Regions from separate parts of the Triticum aestivum genome. Here region 2 is linked to region 1. The links are chromatin contacts, called in public Hi-C maps. All regions are on one chromosome and are shown on one strand. Each heading gives the region's core, a stretch centred on a gene start, on an enhancer-like site or on the middle of the called end of the contact. The rest is flanking DNA. Distances are from core to core; before and after follow the strand shown.

What was found. A called contact is a pair of places that touch in the nucleus more often than the background predicts.
Region 2: a contact with region 1 is called in a Hi-C map of leaf, with 5 times the contacts expected there. The contact joins the promoter of LOC123102331 here to the promoter of LOC123102329 in region 1. A contact is called at or near these places in 2 of 5 Hi-C or Micro-C datasets (both in leaf).

What each region holds. Positions count from the first base shown.
Region 1 is chr5A:65,259,400-65,263,527 of IWGSC CS RefSeq v2.1, reverse strand. It overlaps LOC123102329 (TNF receptor-associated factor homolog 1a), which reads left to right and starts at 2,203. Exons shown (of 13, transcript XM_044523636.1): 1 at 2,203-2,429; 2 at 3,276-3,491. The coding sequence starts at 3,311.
Region 2 is chr5A:66,246,050-66,250,196 of IWGSC CS RefSeq v2.1, reverse strand. LOC123102331 (calcineurin B-like protein 2) reads left to right here and starts at 2,523. Exons shown (of 9, transcript XM_044523637.1): 1 at 2,523-2,821; 2 at 2,941-3,154; 3 at 3,265-3,347; 4 at 3,513-3,572. The coding sequence starts at 3,034.

The DNA of each region.
Region 1 (4,128 bases), core at 954-3,453:
GTCACCTCCAGCGCCCCCAGCAGGGCTCCACCCTGCTTCTCCTCCGTCTTCGTTCAACCCCTGTCCTGCGACCGCCCCGTCAGGTACCATCCGCTACTACAATTCTCACCATGCCCGACAATTGTTCGATGAATCGCCTGAGCTGAAAACAGTTGTCCCTTCTTCTTTCTAGGAATGGATTCCAATTTGGAGTACATATAAGAGAAGTATGTTGAGTTGTCAGATGACTCATCGGACAAGGAGTAATCTGATGAGACGGCGATGATGTTGGCGGTCCTTGAAGACGCGGAGCATGCAGAGAGCATGTTTTCAATTTCAAGGGCCCGATCAAGGTTCATCGAGTGCTCAACCGCAACAGGGCGCGCGGGCATTTGACACTGATGGCCGGCTACTTTGCCCCCTATGCACTATTCGCTTACCAGTTTTGTCGGCGTTTTCGGATGCGCGAGACTGTCTTTGATCGTTTGTACCATGGCGTCCGGTCCTACGATGACTACTTCATCCTAAAGAAGGATGTTGTCGGAATGATTGGCTTCTCTGGTTACCAGAAGTGCACGGCCGCACTCCAGATGCTTGCATATGGCACGGCATAGATTCGTGGGACGAGTACCTACGGATCTCTGAGAGCACATGCGGAGATGCCATGGTCAGGTATGCAACTACCGTGGTCGAGGTGTTCGGACCTCAGTACCTGAGAGAACCAACTGTGGCAGACACTGAGAGGCTCCTGACAATCTTAGAAGCAAGATGGTGGACATGTTTGCTTGGATCTCTTGACTGCATGCATTGGAAAATGGAAGAATTATCCGAAGGCTTTACAAGGGTAATATCAGGGTCATGTTAAGAAGCCAACCACCATTCTCGAACCAGTTGCATCACATGATCTTTGGATTTGACACACTTTCTTTGGCATGCCCGGGTTACACAATGACATCAATGTGCTGCAACGATCGCAGTTGTTTGCGCGACTGACTGAAGGAAAAGCTCCTCCTTGTCACTATACTGTCAATGGACATGAGTACACCATGGGCTACTATCTGGTTGACGCTATCAATCCTCCATGGGCTACCTTTATCAGCACCATCTCAAACCCAGTTGGTCAGAAAAAGGCTCACTTTGCCCAAAGACAAGGAGCGACTAGAACGGATGTCGAGAGGGCATTTGTAGTTCTACAGGCCCGTTTTGCAGTTGTTCGTGGACCTGCTAAACAATGGGATTCAGAAACCTTGTGGGAGGCGACAACATGTTGTGTGATTATGTACACCATGATCATCGAGGGTGAGGATGACGATGCTGCCGCAACACTGAAATTTGAGAACGTGGGTGATCCTAATCCGGCCACATTTGAGAAGTTTATTCAAATGCATTAACAAATTCAACATCGACCAACTCACGAGAAGCTGAAGGAAGATCTGATTGAGCATCAATGGGCGATGAAAGGGGATAACAATGTTGGGATGTAATATTTGAACTTTTTTAAATTTGAACTAGTGCTGCATGCGGTTATTTGAACGTCTGTACCCTTTGCATGTGGCTATTTGATCGTGCGGACTTGAAAAAAAATGAAGGCCAAATGTATGCGGCTATGATTGATGCCCCCTGTCCTTGTCCGTTAACTGGACCCCTGTCCGTGGATGGATATGGCAGAAAATTTGCAGATCGCCGTTAGAGACACCCTTAGATAATTGAGTGATGATCGATGAACGAGCGAACCATAAGATGGATGCCCCCATAATTACATATACCAACCACAAAGACAGAACTGACCCATTCTCGTGGAATGGAATCATGACATTCCATTCCACCTTCGTTCCCAAAGCAAACACATCCTTAAGATTATAGGAAAGATAATGGCAATAATAATAAATGATACAAAATACACCGACCGCGATGAAAGAAGACAATATAGGTAGGGTAGAGAAAGGAGACGATAGAAGTTAGAGCAAGGCCGGGACGGACGGACGATAGAGCACCATGAGGTGGATCCGTCCGAGCACCAACTATCGATCGGAAAAACGGCATTGACATTCCGTGGAGGTATGTGCCCTAACCGAAACGCGCCCGAGTGAGACGCAATATTGTGCGGTAAGCAATATAATGCTTCCAAATACGACTGGCTGGCTCATAAAAAAGTAAAATTAATGTTGACGCGCGGCCACGCTATATATACCCACCCCCATCCGGAAATACCCAACAAATCATTTCTTCGGTAATCCTGAGCCGGAGCCTGAGCCTAAGCCTAGCTTAGGCAGCCTCCCTCCCTCGCTAAACCCGATCCGATTTCGTTACTCGACTCGACTAGGGCGCACGCACACCCCGCTGCTCCCTTCCCCTCCGTCTCTCCCCCCCACCCCGCCCCTCCCTATCTCCTCCTCGACGAAGCAGCTGCCATCGCCGCCGCCGCCGACGTCGACGACAGCGACGTGCAGGTAACTCTCGATCCCCGGGCATGTCTCCGACGCACGCACGCGGAACGGCACCGGTCTGAGGCGAGGGGCGGAGGTGAGGTCAGATCCGGACTACGCGGGGGGAAGGGTCGAAATCGGAGGAGATAGATTTTGTTTTCTAGGTTCCTAGGCGAGGCGAGCATTGCCGCGCTCGCGGCCCCGATCTAATCTGCGCGCCTACGTGCGCGCGTGCGTGGTCTCTCTCCCAGTTCGTGCCCCGGGGAGATTGCGTTGGGTTCCGCGCGGGGGCGCGTCCTTGGATTGCTTAGGTTAGGTTAGGTTGGGCGGCGACGGGCGCCTGGGTTTAGCTTAGCTGATGGTCTCGTGCGTCAGCTCCTCGTGGGCGTGCGCAGTGACTTTTTATTTTCCTTGTTGCAGGGGCAGGCGTGTAGGGTGATAGCGATAATATAATTAGCCCTGGGGTAGATGATTTAATGCTGCTTAAGTTTGTCTCTGTGGCCTCAACATTCAGTTAGTCGATGGTTCGTAGACTGACCATGGTGTCCTCTGGAACCTATGGGTTGAGTATTTTATGCCTCGTGACAGGAACTAGTTCTTGCTGGATTGGCTTGTGCTCCGGCGTTACCCTTGTCTCCGATCACATTTCGTCCTGTGCAATGCCAGCTTTGTATACATGACTTATTCGCAACTGCTTGTTATGAGATGTGACGCCGATAGATATAGGTTTTGCTTACGGACTAGTGAAACCCTAGTTGTTTCCGCTTTTGGTGTCTTCGGGTGCTAGAGTTTTAGTTTTGTCCTATTTATGTTCCTTTTGTTATTGATGCTGAGGTTTGATGACTATATGGTCTTAATTCATTGTTGTAGGAAGGAAAAAGGCGAGCCCCGTACTGGATAGGTTAATGGCTGGCACTTTGGTCGAAGATTATACAGGGGATGGTAGATCCTCATCAACCGAGGACTTGCCAAGTGATCAACAAAGCCATTCTGGGGAATCTTTAGCTGAGTGGAGGTCAAGCGAGCAAGTTGAGAATGGAACACCATCCACTTCACCAGCTTACTCGGACACTGAAGATGATGATTGTGGTGTGTTGTTCACTTTACCTTGCATTTGTTCATATTACCTGTTACTGCTTCATTCAGACATAGTTATTTTAATATAACATTTTCCAGTTTTACCATCTTGCCCATGACCTATTTAGTTCTCATGAAAGTGTTGTCTCTATAAAAGTAGAACATTTGATTATGTTGTGGTGCTACATAATACATGTAGAACTCCTGAATCACTGCCCATGGCTCCATGCACTATAATGGATGATAGAGTTTTATTTATCTTTGGTAGGTTTAGGACAACTATCCTGTGCAAATTTGGGCATGTACGTTCTTCTGTTCTGATTGAACCAGTTATGTTTTGTGCTTCTGTGGATCAGGATTCATGAGTTTGAAGAAGTAACAAATAGTTTCATGTTAATTTTAAAACATAGGCTTATGAGTCGTTGCATGTACTCCCTCTGTTCCTAAATATATGTCTTTTTAGACATTTCAACTGGAATACAACATACAGATGTATGTAGACATATTTAGAGTGTAGATTCACTCATTTTGTTCCCTATGTAGTCACTTATTGAAATCTCTAAAAAGACTTATATTTGGGAACGAGGGAGTAGTTAACTAATTATGCTATGGCAAGTTTATGACATGCAAGCTTGAGGAGTCCACA
Region 2 (4,147 bases), core at 1,274-3,773, 990 kb before region 1:
TATCAAACATGTAATAAAATAGACTAATCCGAAAGCTTCTGAAGAGCCGCATCAGGTTGCTGAACAGTAATACTACATCATTGGCATATTATAGACAAGAAGGACTGAGACAACACCAGAATTAAATCTACGGTTTTGCTAAAGCACATCTAGATGTGCCATAAGTATTGCACATCTAAGTCCTATATCATTGATCTTACGTTGAGATTTGTATGGATATTTTTTTTCTCTTTGTGCTTGATTCACTCACTTAAATGTGCAATAACCAGAGCACATCTAGATGTGCCCTAGACACTCCCTTAAATCTATTATTACTACAGAGGAAGTAACATACTAAGCTCTCTAGTTTGAGTGCAGCGTTTCGGTGCCCAGACTCATCTGCACCCGAAAAAAAAATCACAAAAAAATCAATATTTTTTTGCATGGTAGACAATTTATCACGTGAGGTCCACTCCAAATTTTGGATCATTTGAACTTCTGAGAAGCTCGCAGCAAAAAAGATAAATCAGGTCAGAACAGTGCTTGAACAATAAACATGTTTTACAGACCCCGAATTTGTCTTTTTTTGCCGAGAGCTGCTCAGATGTCCAAATGATTTGAAAACTAAAGCGTACCTCACGCATCAAATTATCTACCACACAAAAAAATTTGTAAATTTTTGAATTTTTCTAGTATTTGTTTTGATTTTTTTCGTAAAGGCGGGTGCAGCTGAGCCTGGACTCAGAAATGGATTACCGCTCTAGTTTCTTTTTACCACACGACAGGTATTGTCTGCTATGCCAGACTGAAATGCTTGAATGATTCATTGGACATTACATGCAAGATAAGTTAAAAAAAGATTTGAAGCTTTTTATTTTCTGTTAGCGGGAACTCCAGATTTGGAGCCTCCTCATAGAGGGTTGTGGGAGATGCTAGGAGCCCCTCTGTGTGCCGTTGGGCCAGCTAGTTTTCCTGGTTATGAGAAGGTATTGCTTGATTTTTTGTTTTCTTTCTATATGTGTTTTTCACCAGTTCAAATAGTTTTTCTTTTGGGTTTTCTTGCCTTTATCTTTCTTGTTTGTTTTTTTCTTTTATCTTCTCTTTTTATTCTTACATTTTATTTCATTTTCTATGTTTTTCACCGGATTTAATGGGTTTTCTATTGGTTATTTCTTGCCTTTTCTTTTTCTGTTTCTACTTTATATTTTTTGTTTTCTTCTCTTTTTTATTTTACACTTAATAAGTCATAAACATTAATAAAAATATAAAAAAAAATTAATTCATGATTATTTTAAAAGTTCACAAATATTTTACAATTTGATATTTTTAATTTAAGAACCTTTTTAAAATTTAAGAACATTGTTTAAATCCATGAATATTTTTAAACTCATGAACATTTTTTTTAAATCATTTTTGAAAAGTTAAAAATATTAAAACCAAAGATTTTCTGAATAGTGAACTTCTTCGAATAAATAATACAATAGCCTTTTTTTTTGGAGCTAGCAATGGAGCGAGTGAAAAACAAAATGACGCGAGCTAGCGGAGCAGCGAGCCAAGCCGAGCGAGCGAGAGCTTCATGCGTGACCCATGTTAGCATGATAGCAGCAATTCAATGGTTTCAATATGAAATAAGATTTCCCAAGGGGCTCACACAACCATCACTTTTAGACGCTACGGCCGAAACGTGCAAGGACTCCATAACCACGCACGTAGCAATATCACTCTCCTCTCATAACAAATATTTGTCCTCAATAGCCTCAACATGATATACAAATGAAAGAAAAACACTGCCACAATATAAATAAAACCAAGCCAATGTGGATAAACCAAAATGAAAACAGTTGGCCGCATAACCCGCTGGAGAAAAAAAAGTTTAATCACACGAGTGGAGAATGGGACGGCAAACCGCACGTTAGCATGTAGTCATACATTGAAACTCTATGGCTCGTGGCTATAATCTACATATTTGCTAATTCTCATCTAGATGATAATTAACAAATTCACATCTAACTTGTACATTATTTGATCAATCAAACAGGAAAAAGAAGAAAAGAAAATCCCCACGAATCTCCGGGTAAAATCAAATGATGTGGACGTTAGATGTGACTTTGTTAACTCTCATAGTTAGCCCTACCCCTATAATGTACAACATGGAGTACATGGGACATGAAGAAAAAGGAGAGAAAAAAAGGTCTATGTATCATCTATAAAAAAAACCCAGACAGTATGTAAAATAAGTGATATATTCACTCAATCTCTTTTCAAAAGTTTCCACTGCCTTATCAACAAAATCACCTCTTATAGGCAGACAAGCAAACGGTAGATGGCGACCGAAATAAAAAAATAAAGCGAGTGGCACGGAGACAGGCGTAAAGTATTCCGGGGAACTAAACAGTTGGGCGGCCTCCCTCCCTCGCTCGCTCGCTCTCCCCCTCCTCCTCCTTCCGGCTTGGCTCCTCTGCTGCGTGCGGTGGCTCGCCGCGGTGGGCCCCACCCCCTGCGAACCCGCAGCCCAATCATGAGCCCGAAATGGCAACGAGGCCCGGACGGGGGGTCGGCGCACCCCAAACGAACCTCCCACTCCCACCCCAGGGAAACAAAACGACGGGGCGGAGACGAGACGCGTCCCGTCCGCGCACGCTACTCGATTGATTGCTTCCTTCCGCCCGCTGCTGCCGCTGCCGCTGCCGCTGCCGCCAGAGCTCCCCCCTCCCTCTCCCCCTCCTCGAATCCCCGGTGCCCTAGCCACCCCGCCGCCCCCCGCGACGACCACCGGCGGCGAGCGAGAGGGCGGATCGTGCCCCACGCGCCGCTCCTTCCCCTCCCGGAGGGAGACCCCCAGGTACGCCCGTCCGCTCCCCCTTTGCTATAGAGTCCAGAGCCCGGGCGACCGGATCTTCCGCCTCACGACGCGGGTTCAGCGCTGCGGCTGACTGACTGGGTGGTGGTCGACCCGCGCAGGATCGAAGACCGGTCGGCCGCGGAATGGGCGGCCGCGATGACTAGAGGGGGTCCCGCGGGGGCGTTGTTGGCGGAGGTAGCGGAGCGCATACCATGGTGCAGTGTCTCGACGGCGTGAAGCACCTCCTCGCGGTCCTCTTCAAGTGCTGCGACCTCGAGCTCAAGCAGCCGCGGGGGCTCGAGGACCCCCAGGTCCTCGCGCGGGAGACCGTCTGTACGTCCCTCTGCGCTTTTGGTCGCCGTTGTTTTCTGCTTCAATTTCGTGGCGGGGGAACTGAACTGAATTGAGCGCTGAACTGGGTTGGATTTCTGTGCGTGGCGCAGTTAGCGTGAGCGAGGTCGAGGCGCTGTACGAACTCTTCAAGAAGATAAGCAGCGCCGTGATCGATGACGGGCTGATTAACAAGGTAGGTGGTTGCTGACGAGTGCTTGTTTCGCAGCTCAATTCTGTGTATGTAAGCACTGTAGATTGCGTATCACTGTAGGTTATGTTCTGAGGATTGTATTTAGGTATTGTGAATCATCCGCCGGGTGCTGTGGCTCTGTCGTTCTGATTTATTCGCACTGTGCAGGAGGAGTTCCAATTAGCGCTCTTCAAGACGAGCAAGAAGGAGAGCCTCTTCGCTGATCGTGTAAGTCCGCTTTAGTTCAACGCAGTTGATTGCTGTGTACTGCTGCTTGTCATGATGTTGTCGTTGCATATTTGGTATCAGTATTACTGCCATGCACTTGCTATTTTTAGGGACCTGGTCAAAATCAATGAGATTCAGGGGTTCTTGATTGTTGATGTTGTATCGGCAATTGAACTCTGTTCAATACTTATTGATGCAACACATGCACTAATTGACTCGTAATTATTTTGTGGAAATAGTATGAGTTAGCAGAATTCCGCTGACCCTCGCTTCAGATATTCATGCATCATAGTATTACTCAGCCATTTATGCGTTTCTCGGAGTCCGACTCCGATTTGGCAGGATTTTGGATAGAGCTAATAACATACAAATTCCGATATGGATTCGGAGTATCCGATTCAGCCCATGGCATGGTTTCGCGAGCATTACTATATGATTTTCAGGAGTCTGAAATAGGATCTACCCTTTCTTTCTTGTATTTTCGCTAGACAATTTTCTAAATAATGTCCATCATTGGTTAATCATGTGCAGTCTATGTCTACCTGTTAGCTACCTTCAACCAGTGGTCAAGACAA